Linked DNA regions of Gasterosteus aculeatus: region 1 is linked to region 2. The links are chromatin contacts, called in public Hi-C maps. All regions are on one chromosome and are shown on one strand. Each heading gives the region's core, a stretch centred on a gene start, on an enhancer-like site or on the middle of the called end of the contact. The rest is flanking DNA. Distances are from core to core; before and after follow the strand shown. Region 1 holds the start of meox2a (mesenchyme homeobox 2a). Region 2 overlaps agmo (alkylglycerol monooxygenase).

What was found. Hi-C and Micro-C count contacts between places; a contact is called where the count stands out from the background.
Region 1: a Hi-C map of skeletal muscle shows a contact between it and region 2, with 4 times the contacts expected there. The contact joins the promoter of meox2a here to the enhancer-like site in region 2. A contact is called at or near these places in 4 of 6 Hi-C or Micro-C datasets (skeletal muscle, tail fin and whole body).

What each region holds. Positions count from the first base shown.
Region 1 is chr20:5,515,642-5,521,741 of fGasAcu3.hap1.1, reverse strand. It overlaps meox2a (mesenchyme homeobox 2a), which reads left to right and starts at 2,475. Exons shown (of 3, transcript XM_040165561.2): 1 at 2,475-3,423. The coding sequence starts at 2,850.
Region 2 is chr20:5,474,356-5,480,481 of fGasAcu3.hap1.1, reverse strand. It overlaps agmo (alkylglycerol monooxygenase), which reads left to right. Exons shown (of 13, transcript XM_040166036.2): 13 at 2,440-3,015. The coding sequence ends at 2,520. Among protein-coding and RNA genes, the nearest start is that of dgkb, 7.0 kb to the right of the region's middle. Within about 2 kb of position 2,446, at least 7 of the 9 cell types and tissues checked have open chromatin away from gene starts, as enhancers often do.

The sequences.
Region 1 (6,100 bases), core at 1,226-3,725, 41 kb before region 2:
ATTGACATGATGAATATCAATACATGTACAATTAAGGCATGCAAATAATCAGTAGTAATAGTTTCAGCCTGTCTCCACCTCTCCTTGATTGTATTTTAAGAATAATTAATTTGCCAAAAAAGAGACATATGAATAAAACAAATTTAAGTCAGTTTGACATATAGCATTAATTAATTTATAAAACATTTCTATTAGTGCCACGATAATAACATCTTTAATTATTTTGGTAATTGTGTTCAGATCTAAGATCTAATTTCTAAGATCTAAAAAGACAAACAGGTATGTGTATATTTATATATATAAATATATACAAGACAAATTCCTTGTATGTCTGACATATTTTGGCAATAAATGTTTCCTGATTCCTGAAGTGCAAAAAAAGACATTTTGATTGATATACCTGATGTGGAACTTCAAAATAACTGCGTGTATTTTCACAATAAAAGCCCAAGATTGGCACGACTATCGGTGTAAGCCACGCTTCTTCACACAGCAGGATATTTTGCCTCAAATAGCCCACGAGGGCCAAAAACTATTGACTGAAAACACCCCCACGGGCCATCCCTGCGCCAGGATGGAAAACACGTGTGCTTTCTTATTACCTGCTCCGGGCCCTCTGCACATACAAAGCCCAACCTGCTAATAGCCTTAATTTGTAAGGTAAACAGTAGAAGAGTTTCACACTCACTCACCTAAGGTGCCTTTCCTCTCCTGCGCTGCCTCTGCTGCCTTTGGAGGCTTTGGAGTGACTGTGTGTGTGTGCGTGTGCGTGTGTGCGTGTGTTGGGGGGTGGAGGGTGACAGCAGCAAAGTTACAGCCTTTCCTCCCCCGTGCTATCTGTTAAAGTCATTTTCCCTCAAAGAGGAATTAATTTCCTTTCTCAGACGGCCCACAGCGCCTGTGGCACCGCCTGCGAGTCGTCCGCCCGGTTCCCCGGGGTTGGGGTGACGGTCCACATTTAAAAGGACCTGCCGCAGCCACCAAAAACTCTGCAACGGCTATAGAATTATAATACGTTTTATGTATTATTTTACTCTAAATCCGTGTGCACTTTAAATCTGAATTTAAAACAGTACAAGTCACATCGTTGCTTTCAGAGTTTCAGAGATTTGAAGAACGGGGAAAGTGCATGTGTAACGGGATTATTCATCTTTATTGTAGATATAAAAATCTAAAACATATTTACAGTGTTTTAATTCATGTTATCTGTACAAATTCTACAAGTAAAGCAATTTAGCTGCAAGGAAAAAAATAACTTAACCTCAGACCGGGATTCATTCAGACGAGTTTTATCAGAAGTTAGATAAAAAATTTCAAGGGATAATAATTCTGCTTTGGTTTTATTTGAGCTTATTATAACAATAATAAAAGTAAGAGAGGATTAGGGAAGTAATGACAAAGGGGGCTTTCTTCTTTCACTGCTGGGTGTTTACCGACATATTTCTTTTCCTGCTCCACTTTTAGGGCCTTTAATGACCAAGATGATGAATGTGAGGAATGACAACGTGTTTGGTGCTGAGGTTCTAGGTGTTTAAAATATTTAAATCTTATGCAAAGACGTAAACCATTTTCAGGGTTTTTTATTCCTGGTAACAATATTTATATTTATTTTTTCTGTCTGCGAGCACCTTGCACCAGCAAAAAAACAATGTTTCTGCATTGCTACAGTAATTAATGGTAATCTCAAAGCCAACAAACGTGGTGTTTGAGAGGCCAACAAAAAAATACGAAGCTGTTATTTCAACTTCATGACCCCACATTAAAGGTCAGACCTGTGTCAGTATTGCTGTGTGTTTTGTATTTTGATTTGACGACGTGAGGTGTTTCATTTCAAAATGAGATACAAATCATATGTAGAAGAAAAACCCGCTCCTATATAATGATTGACTGCACTAAAGTAAAATGAACTGTGGTTGTTTTTTTTATATTTAGTAATAGATATAAAATGTTAACCTTTATTTCTGTCTGGACCGTAACAAAACTCTTTCTTTTCTGTTACTGGTTATTACTTTTGAATAAAGCGTGTCCTTTAAAAAGTAGTGTGGAGAAAGACATACGGGGAGTAAGAGGGGGAACAAACACTGGGCAGAGGAAAGCCTTTGAAGGCTTCTTCCACAAGACCAACAGTGTTTTAAAGGGTCAAAGCTGAGAAAGACGGGGCGACACACTGAGTTAACCCCTGACACCTCGCCTCCCTGTCTCTCCCTCCACCTCCACCCCCCAGCCCCACCCACCGACCATTTCTTTCAGAAAAGTGAGCAAAAAGACGGCCAGAAAGGTCAGGTCCAAGTCCAAAATAAATTGCCCTCTTTCCTGAGGCTCGGCCATTTTTAATAGTAGAGATTTATTGCGCTGGGCTTTTTGGAGGGCGATCATATGTATGTGGTCAGTAGCGCGTATGCAGCCTGTGACCCAGCCTCCCTCTCACGTTACACCCTATTTATATCATCCCCTCCGCCCGGCTCCCCTCGTTCTGCAGTTCCTAGTGGGAAGCGCCTCCTGCTCCCCGCCTCGAGCTCCAGTCCCCTCCGCTCCTCCAGACATCCGAGAGGCTGTTCTGCAGCTCACTGTTTATCCTGCACAGCCTGGCAACTGGCCGCGCGCTCCGGATTACCACAGGACACCATATACAAAACACACTTTGCTCTCTGCTCTGACTAATCGAGAGTAGACTTCCTTTTTTTTTTTAAACTGGAGGAAAAAAAAAAAACTTTTGGGATAGTCAAAGGATCTTGGATATGTGCTTGTGATTTTATCTTCTGGGTTTGATTCAGTAACTTTACCTTCTTTTACTTGCCCTTCTCACCTTTCCTCGGAGGGCCCCGCGTGTGCGTTTGTGTTTGCACGCGATGGATCACACACTGTTCGGGTGCCTGCGGAGCCCCCACGCGCCGGCCCAGGCCCTGCACCCCGCCTTCACCCAGTCCCCCCTGACTCTGCACGGACGCTCGGACCACGTCTCCTACCCCGACCTGGCCTCCTCCTCATCCTCCTCCTCCACTTCCTCGCCCTCTCCCTGCATCATCTCCAGCTACCCGGTGGACGACGGCCTGTTTGCCGGGCAGCACCACCTCCACCACCACCACCACCACCACCCTCACCGCGGCCACCTGCCCTCGCAGCAGCACCACCACCACCCGCCTCAGCACCACGCGTCGTGGCACATCCCGCAGATGCCGTCACCTGGCGGGAACATGCGCCACAACCTCTGCCACCCGCACTCCCACTCGACCCACGACAGCGGGCCGGCGCCCCCGGACCTGGGACACCCGGGGGGGCCCAGCATGTGCGCCAGCACCCCGAGTCTGGGCATCGGCAGCACCCCTACGGGGGCCTCCTGCGCGCCTGCAGACTTTGGCAGACAGACTCTGTCACCTGCCGAGGCCGAGAAGAGGAACGGCAAGAGGAAAAGCGACAGTTCAGGTAAGGGGGGGGGTCCCAGATTTTATCGCGTTGGTAATTTTTCCTTTATTCATTGTGAATAAATAAGCCGCTTGTGACACATCGCCAAAGACTTTACGAGAACTTCTTTGAAGGCATTTCCAGCAAGTCATTTATCAGCCTTATTGTTAGATAAACACCGTTGCATAAATATCGTCAATTTAATAAATTCCGTGCAGAGCACAGGAATAACACACTCAATCCTTTAACAGCACATTACTGTTGAGATTCCTCCGATAGGAAAACAAGAGAACGGTGTGAGAAGCAGTTTGTAGGTGTCGGCTGACGAGCCGCTGCAGCGAGGAGCCGAAGGCCACATCGTAACCCGCGTGGGCACATCTGACTCCTGCCGTGTTTTGTTTAAAAAAAAAAAAAGAAATCACATCTGGTTTGTTGCGACACTCCTCAGAGGCCACAAAGTGAGTTTCACAGTAAAGAATTAATGTCACAGATTGTAAAAGACTACACCGGCGCCGTGTGGCCTCGCTAAACACCCGGCACACAGAGGATTTTATCCTCTGTAATGTTGAGGATCAAATGAATCGCAGGCAGGTTTCACTGAAATATGATTAAACGATGGCAGGTTTCAAGTATCTGAGCAGAATGCGTTTATTTATTTAATATTCCTAAAAACACCTTGTAAATACGGATTATAAACTATTTACATACCAGAAGTAAACCCTAATGTACAAGTCAGATTCATGAAATGGATTTATATTAATATTCATATTGTCAACAGACTGTTCTGTACAACTCAAGGGTTTTGGGAAATTTGTGACTTGTCTCTTGTGACCACGATCCCTTAAAAGTCATCAACTGCTGTAATTATGAAGCAATGTTTTAAGCTTAATATTGTTAATATTACTTAATATTACTCAATTACGTAAATTGTTTACTAATAATAAACCAAAAAAACTGTACTCAAATAGGTGACACTTCCCGGATGACGCGCGGTCACTGTGATAATTAATCACGCCGTGACAAACCGCCGTCTCGGGTCGCCGGAGCCCTCGCAGAGGGAACGTGATATCGCCGAGGGTTCTTAGTTTTCCAGGGAACGTGCGCCCGCCGTTCTCTCTGTCCATTTGAGGGTGGCGGGACCCTGCACTCCTTTTTATGGGCCTCTTTGTGTGCACGGCGGCGCATCACCTGCCGCTTTGACCCTGACGGTGCTGCCGCTGCTGCAGAACAACAGACATCGCAACGCCGCCTGAAATGGGTGTTGTAAATAGGTTGTGGCACCAAATAGTAAAAAGAGAGAGCGTGAATTCACTCACTGAATTAGCAGGAACTAAAGATGTGATAGTTGGAATAAAGTTGAACAGATTATGTAAGACAGGAAGCTTTTCGAGAGCCCAGGCGGCCTCCTTTTGACTTTAATAGCACTGTCCGTGCTAGACGTCTGATACAACTACATTATAAGCATGCAAAATGTTGCAACAGTACATTGAGTCCACTCCAGCCCACCACCTCCCATTTCCTCCCCTCCTTTGTTAAATCATTTGGACACCGAGCCTCCAAATCCCGCTTGCCCTGTAACAATGGTTGCATCGCCGTGCACCCCCCCCCCCCCCCCATTGGCGCTACCACCAATCACGCTGATTATTGGGGCTAACTAGGTTTGCTGACTTAATCAGCTGTCTAAACATCACACCGCTGCCAAGTTGCACGGGATAGAGCCGCGGTTAGGTTTCACCATCTGGATCAGAAACTGCAGCAAAAAAAAAAAAAGCCTCCCAACTCAGATTCAGGAATAATAACAAAACCCCAAGAGCTCATTTCCATGTTAGATTTAGCCTTCGAATGTGAGGCTTCTCAAGCGTCCGTGTCAGATAGTTGTGATTGTTTCCTCAAGTAGGGCCCGGGGTGAGAAGGGGGGGCTAATGAGATGAGGCGGCTCCCTGGCGTTCTTGCGTGTCTGGTTACTGTGGAACCTGCTCATTGTTTGAGCCCAGCTGGAGAATTTGGTTTGCCCCCGACTGGGGCTGTCGAGGGAGACGTCGTTCCTTTAAAAATGAAAATGAAAAAACCTACTGGATTTTCTGCGTGGGACAATAAAAAGGTGCTTAAAGACTTGTCTGGTTGAGGCGGTGTTGTAAAACAGCAAACAAAAGAGGGGTGAGGTGCTTTTTCCTAAAAGAAGCTCTGTAAACTTCCACTTTATCCTTCTCTATATTATTTAACCAAAGGAAAAAAATATACCTTTCCGTGTCAATTCTTAATTTCTTCAGTCATTAGTCTTAAAGGGGCCCTCCTGCACTGAGCTCAGCTTATTTGGGAACCCGAGATGACGTGCCCTGTTTGGTGGCGCGTATTTCTCTCATATGTGGAGAGATGAAAGTTACAGCGGCGACCTAATTGCTGCGGTGCACCGGCTGTCTCATAAAAGCACGCCGCTGGTTTTAACTCCGGGCCTGCTGGTCCAGCCGGTTGCGTTATTCTTTTGTTTTTTTCTTCACTCAATGTCTGTGTTTACCAGAGAAAGAGAGAGAGAGAGAGACAGTGGATAAATACGTCTGAAGGGCCGCTTCAATCAGCCACACACTGGTTTGAAATGACAGGGAGGGAAAGGCCAGGTCACGGGGGGTAGGGGGGTGCGGACACAGGCTGCGGGTCGAGCAATGTTCATTTCATAAAACTCATGGAGGCAATTTGAGCA
Region 2 (6,126 bases), core at 1,197-3,696:
CTTTTTCTGTCAATGGAGCTTTGATTATATAATATTATTTGTCACTTTCTATGTTTTGTGCGTGGAAAAAACGTAGAAAGTGTCCACATCCTTATTTATTGAATTTTTCTTTTTCTATCTTCACTTTAATATGTCTTCATGTCTTGCAAAAGAGATGATACCTCACCGCAGAAGGCAGTCCGTCCCTCTGGACTCACACCGGCACACTGTGTCCAACAAGTTTACAGCCCTGCTGTGACCCCACTCTCCTAAAACACACGCTTTATTACATCGAGGCTGGCTCGATTTTCACCATTTTGAAATATTACGCAACGAAATGAATTAGATGCATCCTTAACAGGATTTGAGAAGAAATAAGTGTGGCAATAGACAGGCCAGTGTTCAGTATTCAGAATGTCTCCATTGACTTGTCTGGATATGGACGGTTTTCTACTTTCATTTAGGAGACCAAAGTTTGTACCCTTTCACAAACTTCATCATTTGCCTTCTTTTGAAAATCGGCCGATATTTGTGTTTTTTTTTACAGTAAAGGGATTGTTTAAGGAAAACCTCCTTTTCTCTTTTTGGTTTGAGAGGCTAAACATTAATATTTAGAGCGTTGATTCTCTTGCAGAATCGTCCAAAATTTACGTTCTTTTCCGGCAATAAGTGCGACCGTGGAGCTAAATGGCCCATGTGAACTCTTATGCCTCCATGTCAAAGTTGGTCAGAAGAAGTGTTGCACAGTAAAAGAGCGTAAAAGAGAAATAATCAGAGCAAAGAGGCAGAGAAAAAAGTCACCGGTCCGTGGCTTTTAGTATTACTAATCCTAACAAAGTACATTCTGCCCAAAACAAAGTGAGTGTGCGTGGATTTGCTGAGATCTCTACTTATGGAGCCGCTGCTGTCTGGCCACGGTGCTTATTTGTAGACGATCAAACCCGCTTCCTTCCACGATGTAATCTGTCCCACATGGATTTCCTACAGAGTCCATTAAAACGTAGCATAGCGGGGTGGAACACAGAGAGAGAGAGAGATGGCAACGGGAGTCACATAGGTGCCCTTCCTTTGCCTCGACATGCGGCTTTGATAGAAACTTCAGGCGCGTTTCGCTCTGCTGCAACTGAAACGTGATTTGCGAGGTTCTGCCGAGCCTCCCGATCCCACTCCGTCATCTCCCATCGGGTTGGTTCGCAGTTGAACGATACTTTCAGCCATCTTGTATTGTATTAAGTGGATTTAATCGGGAGCAGCAGGTTGCGAAGCGGCTTTTGTCCGCAGGTTTGCGAATGCAACAACTGTGCTCAACTCTACTTAATTCTTCTGGGTTGTACAGGCTTCTCAGGTCAAATAAAAGCATAAAATCCCAAGATTTTCTGATCGTTAAGACAGTGAGGGTTAGTATAAATGTAACTTTCCAATTAAATCAAGATACATTTAAAAAAAAAAAAATCTATTACATTTTTAATTGTGGAGATTGGATCTGGAGATGGGACCCGGCCCACTAGGAAACTGCCGTCATTAGTTGCTCTGTTTCCAGAGTCAAGCCGTTGCCCTTTTACAGTCGTGGGGCTGTTTTTTAGGCACTGCGAGGTCAAAAAGCAGAAAGGGCTCTGCATCATTCTCTCTCTCTCTCTCTGAGGAGAACAGCTGCCGTGTCCTGGAGGAAACGTTGCTTTTTTCTCTTCCCATCAGGCCGTCCCGCCTGTGATGGACAGCGGTCTGGTTTTGGCCTGAGCTGCGATGTAGGAAGCAGTTTATGGGCCAAAGCGCCGCACGGGGTGGAGGAGAGGGTGGAGGAGAGGGTGGAGGAGAGGGCGGCGTCAGGCGTAGCCCCCCTGATCCCCCCCGCCTCGTCTCTCTCGGAGTGACCCTTTCGACCCCGTCACGAGAGAAGACCCGCTCCTTAACCCCTGAGCCCACTTTCTACAGCATCCCAGAGCCAACGTCTCTCACTGTTTTCTTTCAATTACAGATTTACCAGGGTTTTGCGTCCGCGTTGACAGGTCGAAAATGATACGGCTCGCACGTTTTATGTCATGTTTTCTCTTTGGGCTGTGAAAATCCGTGTAACATTTACAATTTGGAATGTGCTCATTCTGGTCCCCAGTTGACCGAAAATCCGGGTTTAATTTATATTGCTAAATATTTCTGTTGTCGTGTTGCACAATATAAACACAAAACAAGTTGTAAAATTTAATACGGTCATAATTGTATGTCTAAGTAATGTCAAAAAAAATATCAAAAAGGTTCTAAAAGAAGGATTAAGTAGAACAACTACAACAAAACTACATAATCAACTATTAAATGTTTACTTAAAATGTGGTTTTATGGTTAATGTTACTGGATCAATTTGCGTTTTTTCCGTGATCGTAAAGTGAAAGTGGGCCGCGTTGATCCCTTTGAAAGACCCGGTGACCCGTCTGCCGCTAACCCTTTCTCTCTGTCGCTGTTGTCCAGGCCTTTGTCTCCCTCTCTCTGCTGTTCTGGGCTCTGCAGAGCTCCTCCCAGCTGCTCCGCATCAAGAAGAAGGCCCACTGACTGGTTTTACTGGTTTATTGTGCAGGGACGATGCACACAGAGTTAGCCCGAGGATGGTTTTCATCTGCTGTTTTATTAAGTTCTAATTACTGAAATGATTACATAGTGAGATATTTTGAATAATCTTTAACACCGTGTTAAGAATCATTTGATCACAACAATAACATTGTTTCAGTTTCAGCTGGATTCACTTTTTACTGGTTACGTATAACTGGTTTTGAAAGAAGCTTTATTACATATATTGTCAGTAAGACAAGGTGATGAAAAGGTGCTCTTCATCAAATTATCTAATTCTCTGTTTAAAAATGTCTTCTGTGTTTTTTTTCTACACTGTGCTAATAGAATTTCAGCGTTGCTAATTTCAGTACTAATGAATTAACACTTTTGTTTATCCCCTGAGCTACAGAATAATTTTTGCCTTTTACTTTGGACAACAAACACTCTTCTGTACATTGTTTTCCATTTGTCATTGCAATTAAAAGCAATTGAAACGTTTGGCTCCTAATTTTTTATTCTTTTAAAAACAGGCAATATAGACAGAATGAAACCTTGGGGGTTTGTGCAGTGTGTCGCAACGACAGATTGTCCGTATGAATTCCTCCTCCAGATCCTGTGTGGGAGTGACAAAGCGTCCACAGCAGATGGTGCTGTTATCAACTGCCAAAAATCGAGTAAATCAAAATCTATATTCAACAAAACTCATCAAGACCCATCAACATATTCCAGGGTGAACATTGGAACTGATACCACAATGAAAATTGTGGTATCACAGTTAATTTGTTACTTGAAGGCAATTTATTTATAATATTTAAGCCTACAAAATTCTTGTTTCATGTTGGTGACATACAGCCAAAGGTTTTTAATAATACCTACAATATTTACATATTATATCCAGCAATAAAGTATCCTTTTATTATGTTTTAGGGTATGAATGACATGAACAAATGCACATAGAAATTGTCAGTAATAGTGTAGATTGGAGAGTTTGGTTAATGGATGGGAAGTAATACTTTAATACAGTTTTTAGCAACATGATGCACAACATCACAGTCACTAAAGGTGTGAAAAGATTCAACATTTTTAATGAATACCAGAAAACCGCATGGTTTTGATCACAGCCCCAAATATATGGCGGAAAAACACAAAATGATACCCAAGTACATCATTTAATTAAATTATCTGAAATAAAGTAAACATAACTGTGTAAATATGAATAAAACAGCCTCATCTCGTTTTCAAATAACATTGACAGCTTCTGTTTGTTCACATGCAAATATGACAATATTAATATCTGTAAAATTATGTAGCAATCATCACCGTACGCAGATTATGTAAATGACTGGAATTCATGAAAGGTGTTGCGTGAATATTCATGTTTCCTTAGAACAGATCCACAGATGGCATCACTCTACTATACATATGTATCACTGACCAGACATCTCATCAAATAAGATAAACGGTGATGATTGTGTATGCTAGCACCAGGGCTTTAAGCAAATATAAATATGTTTTCCTTATAGTATACAATTTCTCAAACTCTAACGACTTTACATGGTCAAAATAATCCTCCAAACATATCTGGAGGCAGCTTTAGTCACCGACCAAAGCCCAGTGTGAGTGTGAGTGAAGAGCAGCCGATACCTTTTTAATAACCCTGCCAAGCGCTAGTGCTAATGAGACAGAGCTTGTGCTAACGTGAATCACTCGCACACACACGTCTCCAGACCTGGTGGCAAAGCTCGAATTCACAAAATGATGCGGGTTTGTACTGTTTTGTTAATCACCACAACAGTCACCATGCTCATAATTATATCGCTTTTTTGAAAAGATATAAAGGCCAGACATTTAGAAAACAGCTACATGTTTACATAAGGTAGAGTTCATTTGCTGTCATATGTAAGTGTTGAACGAATGGTGGAATTAACAAGCCAACTAAAGTACTACCAGCTAGCTCCAAAAAAAGATTTAAACGACTTAATGCTTTGTCAGCACTTTTGTTATTTCACAAGCGCTAATTCACCCAATCTTTCAATGTGTTGATGTGTCGAACCCTGATGTGTAACATTGCGATGATTCCCAAGTGGGGACCCAGCACGCACGCAAGTCGAGTTGTGGGTTGAAAACGTGTACGGTAACATTTAACAAACTCAACTGTTTCAGGTCATTTTGTATTCCCGCAAGTCGCTAATAGCACGGGATGCTTTTGGACGCATGTTACTGCTGCAGTAATGTGCATGTTCCATTTTACTGTTGTGGTTGATTTGAACTCACTGCATAGTGTATAAAATCACCGTAGGTTTGTAGCGTCGCTGTCCGGTTAGAGCCGACTATAGATGGTCACAGACTTCTCTAGAGCCCATTTCTACATCACAGTATTAAGTCTTTGATTTTAAGTCCGTCCAGTAATGACTGTCAAAATAAACCGTGGTTCAATATTCTCCATCAAAGATAAGGAGCCAATACGGTGTGAAGCTTCTGTGCTTATCCAGTATTCTTCGCTTTATAAACGATCTGTTGGGTTGAAGAAACACAATCTATCGACAGATCAAGCAGCTGAAATATTGACCCCAGAGGGGGCGGATGTGGCCTTAACCTTTACATGGGATCCTACTAATAGGCAGTGAGGGAATTCTGCCCGGGGTCTCGCTTAATGGAACTAGGAAATGTGGCTGAAGAAAGCCGATCAATGAGGCAGTCAATGGGAATTGGATCTCGCTGTGATGTAAGGGAGGCCGGACGGAAAGCAGCAGTTACTTCATCCTGGCTGCGTAACGGCAGCTTCTTAAAAGCTTCTGCATCCTCCTGAAGAAATGATTTCATCAAAACCTTTTCTCTGATTGAACTTATCACTGGAGCGATGAGGTTGGCTTTCCTCCTCCAACTTGTCTGTGGTTCTCGTATGCACGAGGTCCGTGTGGTGCTCGAGCGTCATGCAGTGTTTCTACTCGTCCTTTCAGCGGTGGACTGAAGGCTCCAACGTCTCAACAGGTGTGGACGATGGGCCCACATCTCTGACCGAGCATGTTGTGTTGAATAGATGATTAAAGTCACCACTTGTGGGATATATTACGGATCCATTTGCGTCATCAACGGAGACCGTCAAAGGCTTTTGGACACAACTTACTCTGTGGTTTTAAATTAATTTACCTCGCTTCATTGAACTGCATCTGAACGCATACAAAATGTACCAAGCATTGGTGCAGTTGCCATGACAACAGAAACTGATTGTAAATAAGAGTCAACATAATAATTGATCATTGAGTCCACACACGGTGACTTTAATCTTCAGCCGGTCACGTAAATTACATTTCAAATCAAACCCTTGTCTTCCCGCGACACATGAGCACTGATGAGGTCACACGTGTTACGTATGAAATGTAGTTTGATGAGTTTCTTTTACATTTAAAGGAAGTTAAAAGACTGTCAGGGAAACATCACACATTCCCTTTTTTGTCCTATAGCCGGTTTGTTTGGCATGTCTTTGTGTGTGTGTGCGCGTGCGTGTGCATGGGCGTGTGCGTGTGTGCATGTGCGTACGTGCATGTGCGTGTGTGTGTGTGATAGCGCATTTGACAGCAACTGGCAGAGTGAACACCAGAAATCTTA